Linked DNA regions of Danio rerio: region 2 is linked to region 1. A link is a contact called in public Micro-C data. All regions are on one chromosome and are shown on one strand. Each heading gives the region's core, a stretch centred on a gene start, on an enhancer-like site or on the middle of the called end of the contact. The rest is flanking DNA. Distances are from core to core; before and after follow the strand shown. Region 1 has its middle 73 kb from the start of rgmb. Region 2 has its middle 110 kb from the start of trnap-ugg.

Region 1 (6,151 bases), core at 2,487-4,986:
AAGATTTTGGGCCCAGCTGAGCCGCTCTCATGTTAATTCTCACAGCAAAGACTGATATGCAAACAGAGTCTTTCCATTCGTAGATCATCCACGCCTCACTCTGAGTAAATACAGTGGTGATCAACCTTTTCTCCTCTCAGTAATTAAAAACAACCTCTCCTCCAATCTATATGGCTGTATAGGTCGTTTGTCATGTGCCTGAAATATGACTGTAGTGCTCCTATAGTGAGTTAGAAGTGCACTGTCCTCCCTTCATCTACACAAAAAATTGAGATTCATGGTTAGACTCTATTGTTAAAACATTCATTTATAGTACTGCAAAAGTCATGGGTTCAATTTAATTGGGACACATGCATTGTTAAATTGCATACCTTCAAAAGACTGTATGTCTTGTTCCAAAGCTTCTGTCAAATGTATAAATGTACATTTTGTTATTTAGAAATTGGGAAAATTATGGGTAAGGGACCTTAGGTCCATAGAATTAATTCATTCATTCATTTTCTTGTCGGCTTTTTCCCTTTATTAATCCAGGGTCGCCACAGCGGAATGAACCACCAACTTATCCAGCAAGTTTTTACGCAGTGGATGCCCTTCCAGCCACAACCCATCGCTGGGAAACTTCCACACACACATTCACACACACACTCTCATACACTAAGGACAATTTAGCCGACCCAAATCACCTGTACTGCATGTCTTTGGACTGTGGGGGAAACCGGAGCACCCAGAGGAAACCCACACGAAGGCAGGGAGAACATGCAAACTCCACACGGAAACACCAACTGAGCCGAGGTTTGAAACAGCGACCCAGCGACCTTCTTGCTGTGAGGCAACAGCACTACTGCTACTGCGCTAATAACTACTGCGCCATTGCCTCTCCCCAGAATTCATTCAAAAGCATATTAATACAGGAATGAAAACCCCCAATGTTGCTCTGCGACACACAAATGTTCTCCTTCAGCTTTGTCTGCAACTACGTTTGTTGATAAAAAAAAGGTCAATGCTATATTTAACTCATTTAATATTTCATTGTTATTGTTGTAAGTAAGTGTTGCACAAAATAAATCTCACGTTTTAAATTACAAGTTGGTATTCTGGAAACTACTGTAGCTATGTTTTAACTATATAAAATCTAATTAATAATAAGAAAACAATTATATAAGATATAATAATATATATTATAAATAATTTTTATTTAAAATCTTGATCAATAGACTCTCAAAACTAAAAGTGCAAAAGCTTTCACTGAAAGAGTTCCTTTTCAAAATGCACACTTTTGTACTTTGTATGTTCTAATATGAACTGTAATATGTATCTTTAAGGTACCAATATTGACCTTTTAGGTAGGCTATACACTTGAAACCTGTCATTTGTACCTTTATTTTTGAGTGTATTATCATTCCTAGAGCATAGATTATTTTGGATTCTTAATAATTGTTTTTCTTTTTCTTTTTTGCCAAGTGAGTTACATACAATACTAAATAATGTCATATTGCATTTGTTCAATACAATTTTGATATTAGTAGACACCTGCATGTTCAATGAATCCCTGTTGCTTCATGCTTTGGGTCGTGTTTTTTCCAAAGTAAAATAATGACCGCAGCTTTAAATTAAAATGAATCTGAAGCTCAGCACCATTATAAACTGGGCCAGCTGTCCACTTCAGTCCCACCACAGTGAGAAACAAGAATCACTTCAAATGATAAGGACTCGTGCAAGCTACTGCATATTAATTAACGACAAAGAATTTAAATAAGGAGTACTTTTCTCAAATGACACCTTTATTTCATTATGTATGCTAATAAAGTTCAGGCTGGTGTGACAGGTCACAGGATAGAAATTGTATGTAATTAAATAAAAGAGGGGCCAAACAAAAGATAATTTTGCTTAAAATTGCTGGCAAATTCAGCACTCAAATGTCAATTATGGATTATACAAAATAGTCTATTCAAGTAGGCAATTAAATGTTTCCCAAAAAACTGACTGGGTGAATTACTGTTTGGCATTTTCTTAAATGACTAAAAAAAGAAGAGAAGAAACAGAAAGAAAAAGTACAAGTATGTTTGTTTTCAAATTGTATTGCTATCATTAATGAAAAAAAAAAAACATTAGCTAAAACTAAAATGTAGATGAAAGATTTAAACTAAATATAATTGATAAACCGAAATAATGACAGACAGACAGACAGACAGACAGACAGACAGACAGACAGACAGACAGACAGACAGACAGACAGACAGACAGACAGACAGACAGACAGACAGACAGACAGACAGACAGACAGATAGATAGATAGATAGATAGATAGATAGATAGATAGATAGATAGATAGATAGATAGATAGATAGATAGATAGATAGATAGATAGATAGATAGATAGATTTTGATATTTAGAAATAACAGGATGTTATTGCATCTCCAAAAACTAATTGGTTACATCTTCAAAAATAACTTGAAAGTGAATTATCTTGTTTCTAAATGACATGAATGTCATAATAAGTCTTAATTTTTGGGTGCACTGCACCTTTATTTAATTTTATAAGGTTAACATGGAAATATGAAGTAATGAATAATGACCATAGCTTTGTACTTAGCCAAAAACACAATAAACTGAAACAAAAGTAATTGATTTATAAAACCAAACACTGTTAAACACCCAAAATGATTTTAAAGATTTCAAAGAAATGATTTGCCTGCTTCAAAGTAAAATATAGTTGTTCTACAAGATTATGCTGTGAAATCGCAGTAATTGACTCTACTGTCCTCTTTGAAGTTACACTATATGGCTGTAATTTCACAGTAATTTATTGTAACAAAAATCACAGTAAATTACTGTGAACTACCTTACGGTAATTTGCTGCAAATTTACATATAGTCTTTACTGTGAAAGTAATTAAATTATTATCTAGTAATTTACTGTGTAATTTATCTTTTTACAGTGTAAGCAAGACCATTCCCAGTTCCTGTGGTGTGAACATCCCAAAAACTTTGCCAGTAGTTCTAGAAACTATGAAAATGTTCCTTCATGGTCAAAGTCCCTAAACTCACATCAATGTTTGAGCCAGTGGTCAAGTATTCAACCTACAGATCATCTGATATTAGTTGTCAACAATTTAAGCTGGGAGAAAAAGTCCATTAACCAGAAACCTAAACCCTTTATGCTTAATATGTCATTGTTTTCTTGCCACATTTAAATTTTTCCAGACATTTTGTGTTATTGTACCTGTGTGAAAAAATGCTAACCTGTTCACTAGAGGTTACTGTAATATTCAGTGTCAGAATCAATTTTCAATGCTTAAACACAACAGTTTGAATATTGCCAAAGCTAATATCCCCAAAAAGGACATAACTCACAGTTGACCAGACCTATTGACTAGATGGAGGTCAGGAAAACACTTGGGCGTTCTTAGATAACTGCATGTGGCTGAGTGCATATTCTGGAATATAAGTGATGACAGGTTAATCCAGGCCTCGCTGGGAATGAAAGCCCTGGTATGACAGTAGTTCACACTCTGTAGCCCAACAACAGTATGGAAGTAAGCCTGCTTTCTGTGGGAGCACTGTGTTTATCTGAGCTCCAGCCACAGACACTGTGATTTGTTGAACCGTATGAAGGTTCACACTGACTCACGACACTGGGACTCAACCGAAAATGCCATACTTTGTGCTCATAAAGCAGGATTATTAAATCCAGAAGTGTGTGGTATCTGAATGGTTAACAACCAACTTATTTGGAAGAGTGGTGGATGAGACATGTCATATGAGTCATGATTGAAGAATCTTGGATGTGAATCTTAGAAAACTAAGTAAGAAAAGCTTTTGTTTGAACGGGGCATTGAGAAAGGAAAAATTGAGGTAAATGGAAATGGTTTTGAATCAACTACTAATTAGTCAATTAATTCTTTGGCTCGAAGGTAGGTTCAAGGACAATAAAACTGAGTGTTCATGATAAAGAAAGAATCTTTAAAAAAATGGTTCAAAATATCTGCCAAGTTCTCAAAAATGCACTCCAATGGATGTAAAAAAGCTTTCATTCAATTCTAAAGAAAAGAAATGTCATGTGAGGCAACATTCAAGTAACCTTGATTTCAAGTGTGTACACATCTGAGTCATATTCAGGTTAAAATACATCTTCCAAGTTCAATTAAATGTTTGTTTTTTTGTGAGTCACACTGAATTACAAGTTCATACATATTTTATAATTTATACAGTACAGTTTATAATCTAAAGCCTTAGCCCATCGCATATGTTCTCACAAATTCACTTTTTTTCAGTTAATTATGGTTAATTGCATTAAATGCAATCCTGGTGTGAAAAAAAATTATAATGTCCTATCGTGAAACTGCGAGTGTGCAGGATAATGGACCCTTTATATCACGCTGTTGTGATGCTTTTATCTCATGTGTGGATTTTTGTGTGTTTGCTAATGCAACTGTTGGTTTACATACTGAACCAAAGATTTATTGATTTGTTTTTACTTCATGTTCTCCTGCTTTTTCGGAGGATACATGTATGGTAGATTTGCAGCAGCAGCTTGTTATATTCTCAGGCAGCATGTCTGAATATACTGGCAGTAGAAAATCTCTGTACTTGCTCTGCACCAATAATCAAAGCAATAATCTGCCAAGACCAAACATATCAACATTGTTATATACATATTTATTTACATACCTCTCCTAAAGATGTCATGACAGAAACATAAACTTCTCTTATGTAACTCTATGGTCGACCAGGCTGAAAGGTACTATTCAATCTGCTACCACATGTTTTTTTTTATATATACCCTCCTCCACCCCTGTAAAGATTTGCTAGAGGGGGTTTCATCTTTGTTACTGTATGCTTTACAACAGCAATGTGTTATTCTTAGACAGCAAATTTGGAACTTGCTCTGCCCTAATAATCAAAGCAGAACCATATCAGATCGACCATCAAGACAAAACACAATAACAATGTAATTTACATATTCTTCATTCTACTAAATCTTTTAAAGAGTTGTGATGGCAAATGCAGAAAAAAGGTACTTTTAGGTTATAATAATAAAAATATAATGTCACTTATTGCCTCAGAGTGCTCAAAAATATGTCATTATTTGAAATCACTTGTGGCCAAGAGAGCTTAACATGCTGTAAAACATGAAATTACTTGTTTGTCAGCACATATGCTGCAATTGACACACATAAAAAATGCACTGCATTTTCCCACAACTCAAACATTAATAAAACGTGCTGCATGAACAGAAGAAAACAAAAACGTTTCACAGGGACCCAAAATCGTTACTGATGCCACTGTGCGTGTTATTTTGATATGCAGATTCCTGTGTATTTAGTATTAATTGGCCTAAATATCCATAACCTAAATACCCAGGTCCGTCATGTTTTAGGGTCTCCTTAGTATGGTCATAGTATGGACGCAGCCTTTATAATGCAAGCTCAGCACTCAGCGATACAATGTCAGAAACAATGCACTCAAGTGAGTGAAGTCACTGTGACAGGTAGGGTTAGGAATAGGGTTAGGTCAGCGCATTAAAAAGAAGATTACACTGCATCAGGTCTGCATCCAGACCGCTCTCTTGGACTGTGGGGCAACCTGGAGCAACTGGAGAAAACCAACAGGAACATAGGGAGAACATGCAAACTCCACATAAAAAGGCCTCTGTATGCAGCCTTTATAATACAAGCTAAGACTGCATATCTCAGTAATGCAATGTCAGACACAATGCACTCAATAGAGCTAGTGACGTCACAGTGAGGGGAAGGGTTAGGGGTGGGGTTAGGTGAGCGCATTAAAAAGCATTGGATGCAGCTTAGATTGCGCTGCACCAGGTAAGCATCCAGCACAATCCAGCAAATCATTTAATATTTTAATGTTTAAATTATTTTAAATGTACAAATTTATCTAAACTTGTATATAATGTATATATTTAATCATTCTTTTCTTTTTGACTTTTGAGTCCTTTTAATAATCAGGGGTTGCCACAGCGGAATGAACCGCCAACTTATCCAGCATATGTTTTACTCAGCAGATGCCTTTCCGGCAGCAACCCATCACTGGGAAACATCCATACACTCTCATTCACACACATACACTACAAACAATTTAGCTTGCCCAACTCACCTATACCACATGTCTTTGGATTTGTGGTTTTCCGGGG
Region 2 (6,151 bases), core at 1,948-4,447, 42 kb after region 1:
AGTTAGCCTATGTGCTAGCATAATCATACATTTACCGTTAGCCTCTTACCTACAACAACCTACCACAGCTCTGATTAGCCACACAACAAGGTATCACAATAATAGCTTTTGATCAGATGACCCCTTGGGGTTCTAACTGATCTCAATTTTAGAGGGGACTCGATTTTTCACCACACCGTTCCCTCAGCTGAACACAGTGGAAGTAATGGACTGAACACAGAGGCTGCAAAGCCTAATTTAGGATGAAGTTGTGGACGCGCATCACAGAGTTGGTGCAAATACAAGCATAACATACAAATATTCATTTAGATGTTTTCTATTTTTCTTCTTTTAATGCTGTTTGCTTCATGCTCTTTGGTCCACTTTCAGGTTGGTGCAGCACTGCGTGATAAGGGCATTTACATTCAGACCAATGCATTGATTAAAAAAAAAAAAAAGTAAGGTGAATATTATGTAGTATGTATCACTAATGGGCAACATGGTGGGGCAGTGGGTAGAGCTCTTGCCTCACAGCAAGAAAGTCGCTGGTTCGAGCTTTGGCTCCTGCTTTCCCTACAGTCCAAATACATGCGGTACAGCTGAATTGGGTAAGCTAAATTGTCTGTAGTGTATGTGTGTAAAAGGAAGTGTATGGGGTTTCCCAGTGATGGGTTGCGGCACATATGCTGGATAAATTGGCAGTTCATTCTGCTGTGGCGAGCCCAGATTAATAAACAGACTAAGCCAAAAAGAAAATGACTGAAAGAATATATTACTAACAAGTGACTGCCTACTATTTTACATAAACTAGAGAGTACCAGTAACTTAAAAACAAATTTGTATGGTATTCTTTATCATTTAACTTGTCTTAGATTAGGCTTTTCTGCATGACTTTTTTATAACTAAATCATTTTAAGTAAATACACTTTGAAAGTATGCCTAACTACTCATTTATGCAAGTTGTACTAAGATGATTTTTTTTCTTAATTGAACTTGGAATTACAGATTATATTACTTCAAAAAGCAATCCAGTTTATTTGTTAAAACCATGCAAATTGATTGCTTTAAAAAAAAGGTACTGTACGTGTTACTGCAGAACTTAAGTGCTATCAATCATCTATTAACTAATAATTGAGAATAGAGGAAATATGATGACCATTACAACCACACAAATAATTTACATATGGCAATGATGAAGTTCAAAGGCAATTTTATTGTATTTAACAAGCTAAGCAACTGACACTGAGGATAGATGGCATCGGGGTATAAAGTTAAAGGTGCAGTAGGTAATTGTCTTCAGAATCATTTTTTGTTATTCTGGTTGAAAGTCGCTTCACAGTCCAATAGTATTGATTAAAGTAAATGATCTGAATGTATTTATATGTATTTTTATATTCAGGGTAAGGCATAAAACTAAAAAAGGTTCATCCAATTAAATATTATTATCGGGCGGACATCTCCCATAATTCCGATAAGTAGCTCAAACTGTCTGTCAACAAATGCATGAGCGCCACACATGCACGCCTAGATAATCGATTTGCGTTCATGACACGTGCACACAAGACAGTGACAGTCGTGGCAAAATCAAATGCTGAATTGAACCTTTTTAAACTCCTGATTTAATATTGGAGTTACTTTTGCACGCTGGAGGAAGGACGACACCATGGCTGAAATATTTCTGTTAGACAGGCAATGTTCTGTTTTTACCTCTTTTAGTCACGCACAGCTGATGCAGATGTTGTTGTTACAAATAGGTTAACATCACATGCACAGACGTGCTGTTCAGCCACTGAAATCCTTAGGTGAACGATTGATGAGACTATTTTCAGTTTCATAAGGGCCTTTTACAGCATTGATAATGTAGATTAAATTTAGTTTAACAACAAAACATCAGTAAATAGCGCTATTCCGCCTAAACTTCTATACTGAGTTGAAGTTGCTTTCATATTCACATTGGTTCATTTCTGAACAAGGACAGCCTGTGACGCGCTCCCGATATTGTTTACCGCTTCTCTGAATACTCACTCTGAAATAGCATGTAAGTGTTGCTTAGTAATAAGTAAAATTCCTGCACACTGCCAGGTCAACCACTACATACACTTCTAACTGGCGGATGACATGAACTAATAGGGTTGTCTGCTGTCGTGTCGCGGTGCGCACATTCACAATTTCAGGAGATGTGGCTTTGAAACACAGTCCCTCCCCTGCTATCCAAAGCTAATATGCTAACCGATTAGCATTTTGGCAGATCACCTACTGCACCTTTAATGCAAAGAGTCACTTTACCTTTTACATTTTTTTTTCTAAACAAAAGCATTAAATCATCATTCATTCATCTTCTTTTTGCCACAGCAGAATGAACCGCCAACTTATCCACCATATGTTTTATGCAGCAGGTGCCCTTCCAGCTGGAGCTCATCACCTGGAAAACCCCATACACACTCATTCTCACACATACACTACGGCCAATTTAAATTACCCAATTCACCTACAGCACATGTCTTTAGACTTGTGGAGGAAACCGGAGCACCCGGAAGAAATCCACCCGAACACGAGGAGACCATGCAAACTCCACACAGAAACTCTAACTGACCTAGCCGAGGCTCGAATTAACAATTTTCTTGGTCACTAATTTGAGTCATGTGGTTTAGTGTAAAATGTAGATTTTCAGACTTTCAACTGATTAAATGAAGTGACACACAAAAGCTGTTTATTCCATGTAGTGACGCCTCTCCTCCATTGACTTCCATTAAAACAAAACAGCATTTGGTCTGCTTCCTCACGTACTGGTGTTAGCATTAGCCTGTACATCCTTTGGCTAATGATTTTTGGCTTTGCATGCTCTTGCTATGGCCACTAGTACTTCGTTTTTCCCACAAGATTTTACATTGTACTTTTAGCCTATAAATCCTCATCAGTTCGCAGGAAAAACTGGTATCCCATGTGTTCATATGCTCTGACCATCTCTCAGCTGATTATTTTCACTTAATTTAGTATTTTAATATCTCCTTGTGATGGTGGTTTCACTGTGTAAACCAAAAGAACTCTAACACACATTAGCTCATGCATGTTCAGTCAGAAAAGGTGAGTCATTAGCCGATTCACACAGTTTTATTGGCCAAAGTTAAACATTCGATTTCAAAAACAGCCTGTAAATCACAGAGGGCATTAACTGACATAATAAGCAGTTGTAAACATTCACAGCAGTGCTGGTTTCCCAGCATGCTCCTCGTGCGTGCAAACCTCCCTGAGTGTTTACATTTGTCTGACAGATAACTGAAGCAAGAGGCTTAGGGCAAGTTTGATGTTGCTGTCCTGTGAGAGCTGCTAAAGGGAAAGAGAAGGCTCCCGAAAATGGAAGTATCAAATAAGGGTTGTGACAAATGAAGAGGTCTCTAATGCACGGGTGAGTAAAACATGCTAACATGTTATTTGAAGGGACACGGACAACTGAGATGCAGATCCAAAAGCAGGTTTATTAAGAATGGTCAGGCAAGCAATGGTCAACAAATTCAAACATGCAAGCAAATTTAGAGTCATGGTCAAAAACTTGTGGATAGTCAAAAGGCAGGGAGCAGACAGCAATAAGCAATAAAACAAAGTGAGGGTCAGGCAAGGCAAGGCAAACGTGTTGTAATGCTCACAGTACAGTTAAACAAGACTGCACTGATACGTGTGTGTGCTGTTTAAATAACGAAATAACGATCCTCTGGCCATGTGTAATTTTTAGAAACAGGAACAGGTGCAAATGAGCTGTGCACGACAGCATATGTAGTCCAAAAACCAGCGGATTTGTTGTTCTATGTTGATGTTTATCTATGTTCTGCAAGGATTAGATTGCTGGTGATTGTGACACAACATATTCAATCCTACAAAATTTATGCACAATAAAAATAGAATCCCACATTAACTGTGGCGACTGAAAAAATGTTTTAAATAAATAATTTGCATTTTTAAAATTTTTAATGTAGATTCATTTCTTAAAATTATTATTATTAGCTAACGCTAATGCTAAATCACTGCTCTGGTTTTCAGTGACAAAGAAATTCGTCTAATATTCTGATTTAGTCATCACTAACATTTCTTATTATTTTTAATGTATATATAATATATATTAATATATATATTAGGGCAGTGAAATGAGTTAAAAATAACGTAATTAATCACACTTTTTATAAATAATTATGATTAATCACGAAACGCCATATTTATTACAGAAATAAACACAGGCATGTGACTGCCATTTGAATTTCAAAACAGTTAATTCCAATAACAAACAAAAATTATTTCCATGTTTGATTCTAAGCAGACAACAAACACACACACACACACACACACACACACACACACACACACACACACACACACACACACACACACACACACACAAACCAACACACAGCGAACGTGGTGAGAGAGGGATTCTTTCAGATTTATTAACATGCACAATCGCATTCATTAAATTTGCTTAAACTAAGCATTCTAAAGTATGACTGCATTTTACAAGCAAGGATTCTGACACAGCAACGTGAAGCAGACGGTTTACAAAAGTTTTGTGAGGGGGGAAACTTATGAAATGTGATGGCTCATGGAAGCAGCTTAGAGGCAGAGTATAGGGCTGTCTTTGACAGCTTACGACTTCATCTCCCACTTTCACTGCAATACATTTACATAGACACCAATACTCCGCTTTTATGATTAAGATAATACTGATTAAGAGTCTACCATGTAAGCAGCGATTTTCGATTACCTTAAAGGATCACGCGAGTCCCGAAATGCAGAGGTTTTTCTTTCTGTTCGCCATGCGGTATCAAATTCCATTAAAACATCCTGAATGAAAATATGCTGAATGAGAGTGAACAGCAGTGAAAGTCTAAAGATAAAAAAAAACACCCGAAATTGCAAAAAACTATGGAGGAAACGCAGGATAGCCTGATGATGCGACATCAATTGTTTTGTACTGAAACTTTCCTTTTAAAAGGGCGTCCTTGGTCTTTTCCGAATTTCTTTGCACGTTAAGCAAGCTGAACTGGTGCTCTAGGCAAATGGCAATCATGCCACCCTCAACCTGACAGTGACCAGTTCGCAGATGAAAATAAGGTCCGAGGGGTTCGCTCACTATTCTGCTTTCCCAAGGCGGCTGCCTAGGTCGCCTCTATGCATACGCTGGCCCTGAACACATGTTGGCCACAACAATAAATAAAAAAAAAACTGCAACTGCGTTATTGTATATATATATATGCAAATCTGATCTTAGAATGGAGAAACAGCACGACTGACAAAAAAAAAATTGCTTTCGCACGAGAAGAAAGATCGCAGATGAATGCGGAATGAGAGGATAATAATCACTCGCGCAAACAGCTGATGTGATGCGCCCGATTGTTTAAAGCGCGTGCATGCTCCTGTTTCCTTCCTTGAAGCATGCGTGCCTGGGACTCATCTGTGATCGGATCTCTTTCAAATAGTAAGGCAAAAAAGTAATGCTAATGCACCCACAGACACAGTCTTGATGCATTTAAGCTCCAAATATGTCTTTTTGTAAACAGCACCGGTTGCTTTCACTTTAAACAGATTATTAATTGGCCTTAACCGTGTGATCATCCCTATCACACAGTATGTTTTTCACCTGCTTTCTTTTGCTTACGGTTATTTTTGTTTATATGACTTAATTATCATTTTTTTACAACAACATTTGCTTTAATATGAGATTAACTCTCTATTTAGCTATGTGTAGTTAACTGATCTGAGAGACCTTTAGCGAGGATAGATTACTGTGCATATTTTTGATACATGACAACAATTATTTTTAAAACTCTATTATTTTTCTTTGGTTTTATAAAATAAATGTTTTGTTAAATAAAAAGTATACAGCTATATTTATATTGTGTTGACATTTTTTAAAATTTGTGGCTAAGAAATTATTTTTGTTTGGTGTGGTCAGAGATAAATTAGGTAAATTCTTAATTTTGAGTTCTGAAAAGTCATGTGAAATAAAAACTAATTGCAGTATAACACTATGAAACTATGACCCATTTGCTCATACACGACACACAAAATGTGAAATGAATGAGGAATGTGGACATAACACAAAATCTAAATCAAGTAATTTAAGCATGTTATATTTATGCATATAAAAATATTTTCCCAACAACAAAATTGTGGCTAGTGAAAA

Evidence for each region. A called contact is a pair of places that touch in the nucleus more often than the background predicts.
Region 2: a Micro-C map of caudal fin shows a contact between it and region 1, with 2.3 times the contacts expected there. The contact joins two enhancer-like sites. A contact is called at or near these places in 2 of 18 Hi-C or Micro-C datasets (caudal fin and an unstated tissue).

What each region holds. Positions count from the first base shown.
Region 1 is chr5:56,459,480-56,465,630 of GRCz12tu, forward strand. No RefSeq gene overlaps it. Among named protein-coding and RNA genes, the nearest start is that of rgmb, 73 kb to the left of the region's middle. Within about 2 kb of position 3,737, at least 6 of the 62 cell types and tissues checked have an H3K27ac peak or open chromatin away from gene starts, as enhancers often do. A contact at or near this core is called in caudal fin, where this site is marked.
Region 2 is chr5:56,501,569-56,507,719 of GRCz12tu, forward strand. No RefSeq gene overlaps it. Among named protein-coding and RNA genes, the nearest start is that of trnap-ugg, 110 kb to the right of the region's middle. Within about 2 kb of position 3,198, at least 3 of the 62 cell types and tissues checked have an H3K27ac peak or open chromatin away from gene starts, as enhancers often do. A contact at or near this core is called in caudal fin, where this site is marked.